Linked DNA regions of Mus musculus: regions 1 and 2 are each linked to region 3. A link is a contact called in public Hi-C data. All regions are on one chromosome and are shown on one strand. The core of a region is the stretch at or near the end of the contact, and the rest is flanking DNA. Distances in the headings are between cores, read along the strand shown.

Region 1 (3,192 bases), core at 471-2,970, 660 kb after region 3:
ATACTCGTGGGATGGTTGCTCCATTTGTTCAGCATCTGTGCTGGACAACATCTGGGGTGTGAGGAAATTCCACGGCTTGCAGTATGACGCGGAAAAAACAAAATTACTTTTTCATGCACTTCAGAGGAGACTGGAGAGCATCCTTCTGACCAAACAGGCCCTTTGTTCTCCTCCCACAAGTGGTTCTCATTAAAAATGTCATCTCCCTAATAAATTGCCTTACTGCCCTTGCAGCTGGGCCTATTGTTTTCGTGGCTTTGTGCTCACAAGGACTCTCCCAGGGAACAGAAAGCAAGAGAAAACATGGGATGCTTTCCCTACCCTGTCTGCTCAGGATGTCTTCTTTTACCCTTTGTAGGTGGATGGCAACTTGTCTATCACTGGGGCTTTAGAATTCCCCTAATATTCACTATTTGGCCAATTGTCCCCGATCATGTGCTGTCACAGCTTAAAGAGTGCATGGTGGCCATTCCTGTCTGTGGATGCAAAGTGAAAAGTGAGAGTTTGGGGACTATATCCTCGTGGTTTGTATTTTTGCATGGAAATATCCAGTGTCCCGCATTTATTCCCTGACACAAGAAAATATGACACTGTTTTAGGGAAGGTAAGAAATGAAGATACTATATATGAAAACAGGAATTGGGGGAGTGGGTTTGCCTGTATGTCTCTGTGTGTAGGCGGAGGGCTGTCTAAGGATTCTCTTTAGGAGCCACACAACGGTTAAACATCTCCCCAGAACATTCAACTCCAATTATAGCTGAGACCCAAGAATTGCAAAAAATTTAATAGTTTGGGGTTCATATATTTGATCAGAATTAATCTTAACAATCAAGGGGGCTTGTAGTGTGTGTGTGTGTGTGTGTGTGTGTGTGTGTGCTTATCAATTTATTTTCCCACCTTACTAACTACCTCCTATTTTCTCAACTCCCCACAAACCTCTATCCACTAGCTCAGCTGGGGCTTTGCTCATCCAAACTCTTTTTCCCAGTTACTCAGTGTACCTTCCACATGTGACAGGAAATTAAAATTAAAGACCTCCTGACTTGGAGGGAGAGAGAGAGAGAGAGAGAGAGAGGGAGGGAGAGAGAGGGAGAATGAGTTGTTTTGCAGTGAGGTTTCTTTTATGATCTACAGGCTTCTTATGACTTATTTAGAACTTGGGGGGAGGGGGAGATACAATAGTCTAGTGGATAGGATTGGCACTTTGTCTCAAGCTGGATGGCTGGGCTAATTTAAGATGTAAGTTTCCACAATTTTCTTTATACCAAACATTAACATACACTGAAATTAATACCTCTCCCCCTCCAGGACCCTTTTGCAGAAAAGCAGAAGTCATTGAGGCCAAGGCTGACAAACAACTTGGCTAGTCGATTGTGTCTTATGCCAGGGCATCTGTTTGAAGATATCCTTTTCAGTCATCCCTCCTGCCTGGTCGGCCATCTCAGAGGCTCTGTGCAAACTTCTAGAGGGAGGAGGGTACCTGGGTCACCCCATCAGCCATCTACCAAAAGCCCTACAAATTCACAGACAAATCTCTAGCCAGACCCATCAAAACCTGTCTCCAGGCTGAAGCTCTGAGAATATGTGTGTGTGGAACATTTTCTTTTTAAATGCTTACACATGTTGCAGTCATTGAAAGCCCAAGTCACAAGGACAACAGAGGTACAGCATCTTTTCCTCACTTACACAACCAAGGGAGGCATTACATCAGACTTGCTGATTAAGACAGACCATAATGCATGAATCAGAGTTACTGCATGGATCAGAGTTTCCAAGGGAGACAGGTGGGGAAAGGCTTTTGTATCAAATCATAGACAAAAAAAAAAAAAAAAAAAAAAAAAAAAAAAAAAAAAAGAAAGAAAGAAAGAAAAGAAAAGAAAAGCAGAGAAGCAGACACATTGCTATATTTGTTTCTTCACATGCTTTTGTTTAGTCATCAACAAACCCTTAGCCTCTCCTATTAAGCAGATAGCATTTTAGGCTCTGTAGATACAGTCAGTGATGTGAATGGCAAAGGGTCTGTCCAAAGCAAAAAGTCAGTCATGGTAAGTGAGGCAAGCAATCGTGACAGGGAGGAATGGAAGGCCTAGCAATGATGGTCTGCAATGATCCTTGTAAGGAAGACATCTCTCATGAGCTACAGATTTGGCTAAAAGCAATGGGATATATTCTGGGTTCTCTAAGTACTTTGCCATTGATGCAATGTAACAGGGAAAGAACATCAAAACCCATGAACCTCCAGGAGCTGTATGACTAGGAAGATAGGACTTCACTATGAAGAACATCTGTGTATCCTTGGCTGTATGCACATGAGTAATATAGGCCAGGGCAGCCAGTATGCATTGTATGCTGGGGTGGAGGAGAGTGGAGAGGAAGCAAGTTATTTAGGTTTAGAAAATCTCACCCGGGCCTCAATGTGAGCAGGTTTCGGCATAAGGAAACTGGGATGACATGGTTTCCCTTACAAGTTGATGTTCTTGGCAACATCAAAACCAGAACACCATGAGTAGCATGCATGAGCTTCATTTATGTGTGAAGACTGAGGGAGCTTAGGTGGCTTCAGGGGGTCATTAGAGAATGTAAAGGCCCTAGCATGTCCTCTCTGCATTCGGAGTTACTGTGATACAAACACCTATGACCCCAGACTTCTCTTGCCGCTGATTCAGTCACTCTTCCACACCCCCTTTCTGTGATGGACTGAAACCATGAGCCAAGATATAATAAATCTACCTTCCCATAAGTTGTTTCTATCAGGTTTTGGGGTCCTAGCTGCACACACATGACCAATACAGTCCCTCATACACCTCGACTTTAGAGAGAATATTAACCACACTATGCCATAAACCTTGTCTCTTTACTGCTAAAAAAATGTTGATATCTGCATAGTGGGTTCCAAATCAATACTAATCCCTCTCTCTTGAATTACACACATGTACATGTACACAGAACAAATCTCAAACTCTCTAGTATCATGCAAACCTCTCTATCCTATTCTCCATGTTTATATGAAAATTTCAGTTTTCAATCAGCTGGAGACAGAGCTGAGCCCCTGCTACGTGCTTGTTGATTTACATTTGGAAATGGCATGTATTCTAACATCAGAGAATCTTGGGTTGGATACGAGGTACTGGACTTAGTAAACTTAGGTGAGCAGTTTAGTCTTTTGGTGTCTGTGCCGGTCCTTGAATGACT
Region 2 (2,832 bases), core at 20-2,519, 600 kb after region 3:
CCAGTCACAGCAATAAGGACTCCAGCCTACTCTATTTTTTCACATTGTAATAAATATTTTAATTACCATACCCCCTTTCTCTTATGTTTCTACTACTGTTTTCTATTGGTGATATTTATGACAGTTCAAGTTGGCATTGTTCCAGCTCCAGTTGGCATTGTTCCAATGTTTCAAAATATCAACACAGGAAATATTTAGTCTGGATGGTTCAGACTTTAGAAAGATTTTTTAAAATTTATGAGATATTTGTTGTACCTGCTTCTAAAAATGGAATCTATTTTCAAAGATAATGTATGCATAGAAAAACATGTATAGGAGTTAATGAAATTTCACAGACTAACCACAACTGTATAACCAGGTTGCCAATAACATTATTCTCAGCCATTTTTCAGTTTCCTGTGACTTCAAAAGGACTGGAGTTTATTTAAAGTTAAAAAAGATTACTTGTGCCTTACTAGATGGGGTTTTTCTAAAATTGACTCTATAAATAATATCCTGTGTTAGGTCATGGGTATTCATGGATTTTACTTGCCCAGAACCCACTCTTGCTTCTTATGAAAACTATGAAATTACAAGTGGAAATTACTCTCTCCTTTAGACAATTAGCGATTAGCATCCATGTGTTTCCTGAAAATAAGGAAAGATTGCGTTTCTGAGCTGTAACATATGGGTGCTCCTTCTGCACATCTCACTTTGCTGAGATGCTAAGGACAAAGCAAAATGATTGGCATTCACATCTCCTGGCAACACCATTCTCCAACGATCTCAGTAATGTAGGAACTGCTGTAGTTTCTACACCCAAGCTCTCCCACTCTACCCCAGGGTTCTCATACATTTTTGAACTACTTGTCTTTCCAATGAGTTACACTTTGGTTCTGATTATAACCAGAGGTTCTTTTTTTCTCTTTCTTACAACAAAACTAAGTGATATTTAGCATTAGCTGTTATTCTGCTAAAAATTAGGACATCATTCTCTCAGAAGACTATTCACTTTCATGCTTTTAAACGTGTCCATGATAGAGCATCCAAATTACTTGTTTTCTCTCCCCCATCTCCTTCCCTCATTTCCGTCCCTCCTTCTTGCTTTTCTCTCCTTTGTAATTCCATTAAGAATTTTGTAGCACATACACTTCGATATATCACTGATAGTTTACTGACCAGCTCCTGCATAGCATAGCCGTTGTTGGCAGTGATGCAGGATACAGCAGTGTGCATGAGACTGTATTATATGACTCCTTTGTTTGCATGAACAACTGATGTTCCTTATTTCCATGGGACTCGCAGTTGGCAGGACTGTGAGAAGTGACAGATGGTGCTGTCCTCCATCTCCGCCGACTCTCTATCCTCAGCCTACTTAGTTTCTGAGCAGGACAGATGAGAACAAGGTTCTTTGAGAACAAGAAGCAGGAAATGACCACACAGATCATTCATTATTTATTTTCACATTGTCTCTCTGATTACATTAAAGCATATTACTTTCATAATTTTAGAGAAAGTTAATATACTAAACTGTATACAAAAATGTTTACGGACACATTATTAGAGAGATTTACAGTAAAAAATGGATATCGTTTTCAGGAATAAAATATGTCAGGTTGTTAGCCATTGCTGTCTCCTTGTGACGATTTTATTTTTATTAGTCATAATTTTACATATTTTGTTTTAAGATAAACTTTTGTTTTTCATATCTATAAAAATTAATAAAATTACCTTAGATCTAGAAATAAGGATGTTTCATTTAGGAGAGAGAGTATGAGGCAGACTCACATCTGAATCTCTAGGCACTCAGACAGACTGGGACCAGGGCTACTCAGTTAACATGAGAATTCCTCTTCAAACCAAACGAACTCCTATGGCTTCTTTTGAACAATTTCTCTCACACTTCTGAATTCTGCTTGGTGTTGAAACACGTTAACTTGTTTTAATTTCTTTTTCATGAAGATCATTAAAGATAACCATAAATTTTCTCTTCTCATTCAAATTTTGACCCTAATGGGTTTTTTTTTTGGTTGTTTTGTTTTTGTTTTTGTCTTTGTTTTTTTTGTTGTTGTTTTTGTGTTTGTTTTGTTTTGTTTTGCTTTGTTTTTTGCTAGTTATAAAATCATTTTGCTAGCATTAAATAAGGTTCAGCTTCCTGCAAGGTACTTTCAAAGCAGGCTACCAACTCCCATTCCCTAAAACTTTGGATTTCTGATAGGCTGATCAGGGGCATGGGGTTGTGAAAACTGGTGAGCTTAATCTGCGTTAGGCATGGTATGCTACAAGGAAAACAAGATGATGGAGATGAGAAAAAGGAGAGAATTTCCTGGCTGATACCTGCCTTGGGAGAGAAGTTTTAATGAGGTGGTTGCAATGTTTCTTGTAGTGTCCATCTCTGTACATGCCCGAGACACCTACAATAAAGACTTGTGTTATTTTTCTCAAAGTGTTCTTACATTGGATTCATTTATTTTGAATGCTGAGTTCTCAATCTGACCGTGTGTTTAGACAGGACTATTGGGATAGTATTCCAGAACATTTCAGCTAGGATTGGGAGCTAAGACACATTAGTCCATAGCTGCCTTTCTAGACTGGAGCAAGAGGAATTCATATCATCCATGACTGCCAGGCTGCTGTGAGCAAGCTCAATGAGTCAAATGAGTCATCTGCCCACTTACTTTCTACTCAGAGTAACAGGCGAAGTGTGACAGAAACTGAGATGTTAAATTTATAGTTTTAGAAACCAGGCATCCAAGGGACTGGATGTCTCAGCTGAGCTAAAGGTCCCGTGAATGAAAAAAGTTGGCAACCATAATCAATATTTTCTTTCTAATGAGAAGACTTTTGCTTTCT
Region 3 (3,036 bases), core at 21-2,520:
TCTGCCGGTAGCAAACCTTGTGTTGTGGTCAGGGCAAAGCTGCACGAAAACATACAGAGAGGCATTACACAGGGTGCTAGGATCGACTTGGCTGTCTGCCCCACTTTCATCAAGAGCAACCCGATTTCCTGCAGGCCAGGGAAGAGGGCTAGGCAGTGTTTATTTTATTGCAGTTTTAGTCTGTGTTGCCAGTGTTTCCTTCCAGCGCCAAATCTCTTAGATAGATTTCAGCATACCTGGCCTGTTATGTCAAACCCCACCTCCACACTGTGGGGCCACTGGTGAACTTCCAGGTAGGTACATGAGTCACTAGTCTTCCACCAGGGAAGACTTCATAACTTAGCAGCACACTGCAGTGGGAATAAGTTCATATCTCCCTGGGGTTATTTGATTGGATGGGGAAAGACGAACATTTCCCTTCCATACCCATGATCGAATGGAAGACTCCAGTTGAAATGAATGGATAAGGCCTTCCTTTGCAGTGGAAGTAGAGTGATGTGTCTGCTCACAGAGGTGCTACCATCCACTCCGTTACATTTGGCTTGCAGAGTTCAAGGTCTCAGGGGTGCCTCAGAATTCATTGTATCCTTTTGTTCACTACAGACTGGTCAATGGTCAGTGAAGAAATGTCCCTGGAAAGTCCAGGCAATGATGAGTGAGTTCTAGATGGTTCTAGGTTCTGAATTCAGAGACATGAATGCTAGACGTGTGCTGGCCACCTGTCTGACACGTGAATTGAGTTCTTGAAACACTCTAGGGCTCACCCGAGCACAGTGATCTGGGGAAAAGCCTTGCTTTTTCTAGTTTATTCTGAAAGCAGGGCTGTGGCTTTTGCCCTTGATCTATCTGGGTTGTAATCCAGCTCCCTCTTCGCCTGAGTTTGGACTTCTGGGCTTTTGGTTGCACGGAGATGCTTGTGTTAGTGGAAATGGTCCACTCACCTTGTACAGCTGGCTCAGAAAGAGGACTCAGATACAAAAGGCAATTTTGCACAGTATGAACCCAGTACATGCAAAGCCTGATCTGGCACCGTGCCCATCTGGCAACTCTCTTAGTGTCCTGCAACACCAAGGCAGAGCGACCCCTGATGATAGGGACAGAAGAGAGGCCCAGGACACTTGCGCATGCAAAGTGAGAACTGTCAACCCCAGAGCTGCACTCCCAGCCCCAGAGCAACTTCAGAGAGAGAATGAAGATCATTGTCAGCGTCCTCCCATGGGGCTCCTTAATCAGAGCTGGTAACTTTCTCCCACGTGTGCTCCCAGAGCAATGAACTGCTGTTGTTGGGTAATTAGTATCCTGGGCACAGCCAAGACGAGGGTACAGTGAGCGCCTTTGTCTCAGGCTCGTAAATTTCAACACAGGTTGGATGGAACAAAGGTCCAATTCATGTGGGAGACACCCCACATGGGATCGTGTGGACAGAGCCAAGGGAGAGACTCCCTGGCAGCCCCAAGGGTGAATGGTGAACGGGCAACTCAGGCAGTGGAGGGACACGGTGGATGCTCAGGGAGCCTTTGACTCTGGGAGGCAGAAGCTGTTCTGTGCAGTATGGCTGGGGGTAGGGGTGGGGGTGCGGGTGTGAGCAGTCTTTGCTTTGGCAATGCCATCTGCGGTGAGAGAATGCTCGAGAAGCCTGCTCTACAAAGGACCCAACTACATTAGTTACTTTTCTTGTTGTGGAAAGCAGATATCCTACAAAGAATAGTGTGAGGCTTGGCTATAGAGGTTTGCCACATCTGAGTGGTTAAGAAAGTAGGAAGTGGGCCTGTCCCCCAAATCTCCAGGGACTCACTTCCCCCAGATAGGTTCTACCTTCTAAACATTCCACAGCCTCCCTAAATATTACCACCACCTGGTAATCAAGGTGATTCAAACTTGTGAGCCCTCGGAAGATGTCTTACAGTATGGATTTTATAGAGAGAATTTCCCTTTGAACCAATATATGTTCAACGACTACACCAGGACCAGCAAGACAGCTCAGTGGTAAAGACACCAGTCACCAAGCCTGATGAGCTGAATTTGATCCTCAGGACCCACATGATAGAAGGTGAGAATTAAGTCGGGCATGGTGGCACACGCCTTTAATTCCAGCACTTGGGAGGCAGAGGCAGGTGAATTTCTGAGTTCGAGGCTTGATCCACAGAGTGAGTTCCAGGACAGCCAGGGCTACACAGAGAAACCCTGTTTCGAAAAACAAAACAAAACAAACAAACAAACAAAAAAGGTGAGAATTAAATTCTATAACATGTGTGCACTCTAGCATATGCACGTGTATGCACGCAAAGTATGGATGTGTGTATATACAAATAAATATAACAAACTATTTCTATATTTTTAAAAATATGTGTCTGAAATACAATTTGCTATGCATATAATATGTTTTGTCTGTTTCTTGGGGGAGGTCTTATGACTAGAACTACTATTCGTTGGTCCATTTTTGGCACTTGTATGTGAGTATGGTGTGTGTACATGTGTATATGCATGTTTGCATGAGTCTGAGTGCACGTGTGTGGTTGTGCATGCATGTGTATTTGTATATGAGTGGAGGCCCAAAATTGACATCAAGTTGTTCTTGATGGCCCAGAACCTTATTCACTGAGACAGGGTATCTCATTTGAACCCAGAGCTCACCACAATGACAATCTAGCTAGCTTTGCATGTTCTAGGGATTCCCCATCGCATCCTTTCAAGCCCTGGAATTACATGTGTGCCACTATACTCTATCTACCTGGTACTTTCCTGGCTTCTGGGGATCTGAGGTCTGGCTTTCATACTTGTGCAGCAAGCACTTTATGCCGAGTCCTCTCCCTAGCCCCTACTTGTGCTTCTTACGTGTGAAGCACCATGATGGACACTTTATTTACGTGAATAAGAAGCAAAAAAGTGAGTCAAGCCAGACTGCTGTTAGTGTTCTGTCTTCAAGGGGAAGTGGTGACAGTTCCTATCAGCAGGGTGCTGAACATTCACTTGGGGTTTGCTAGAGCAAGAAGAAAGCAAGCCTGAAGTGTCAAAGGGTGAGAACCAGAATGAGGG

The links. A called contact is a pair of places that touch in the nucleus more often than the background predicts.
Region 1: a contact with region 3 is called in a Hi-C map of muscle stem cells, with 1.7 times the contacts expected there. The contact joins two enhancer-like sites. A contact is called at or near these places in 2 of 484 Hi-C or Micro-C datasets (cerebral cortex and muscle stem cells) and 3 of 115 datasets of contacts at active chromatin or transcription factors (astrocytes, differentiating embryonic stem cells and stem cell-derived neural progenitor cells).
Region 2: a Hi-C map of cortical neurons shows a contact between it and region 3, with 2.8 times the contacts expected there. The contact joins two enhancer-like sites. A contact is called at or near these places in 2 of 484 Hi-C or Micro-C datasets (cerebral cortex and cortical neurons) and 1 of 115 datasets of contacts at active chromatin or transcription factors (astrocytes).

Annotation. Positions count from the first base shown.
Region 1 is chr7:72,538,664-72,541,855 of GRCm38.p6, reverse strand. No RefSeq gene overlaps it. Among named protein-coding and RNA genes, the nearest start is that of Gm39035, 230 kb to the right of the region's middle. Within about 2 kb of position 1,720, at least 65 of the 459 cell types and tissues checked have an H3K27ac peak or open chromatin away from gene starts, as enhancers often do. A contact at or near this core is called in muscle stem cells and stem cell-derived neural progenitor cells, where this site is marked.
Region 2 is chr7:72,590,743-72,593,574 of GRCm38.p6, reverse strand. No RefSeq gene overlaps it. Among named protein-coding and RNA genes, the nearest start is that of Gm36865, 230 kb to the left of the region's middle. Within about 2 kb of position 1,269, at least 27 of the 459 cell types and tissues checked have an H3K27ac peak or open chromatin away from gene starts, as enhancers often do. A contact at or near this core is called in cortical neurons, where this site is marked.
Region 3 is chr7:73,195,420-73,198,455 of GRCm38.p6, reverse strand. No RefSeq gene overlaps it. Among named protein-coding and RNA genes, the nearest start is that of Gm20083, 13 kb to the right of the region's middle. Within about 2 kb of position 1,270, at least 88 of the 459 cell types and tissues checked have an H3K27ac peak or open chromatin away from gene starts, as enhancers often do. A contact at or near this core is called in cortical neurons, muscle stem cells and stem cell-derived neural progenitor cells, where this site is marked.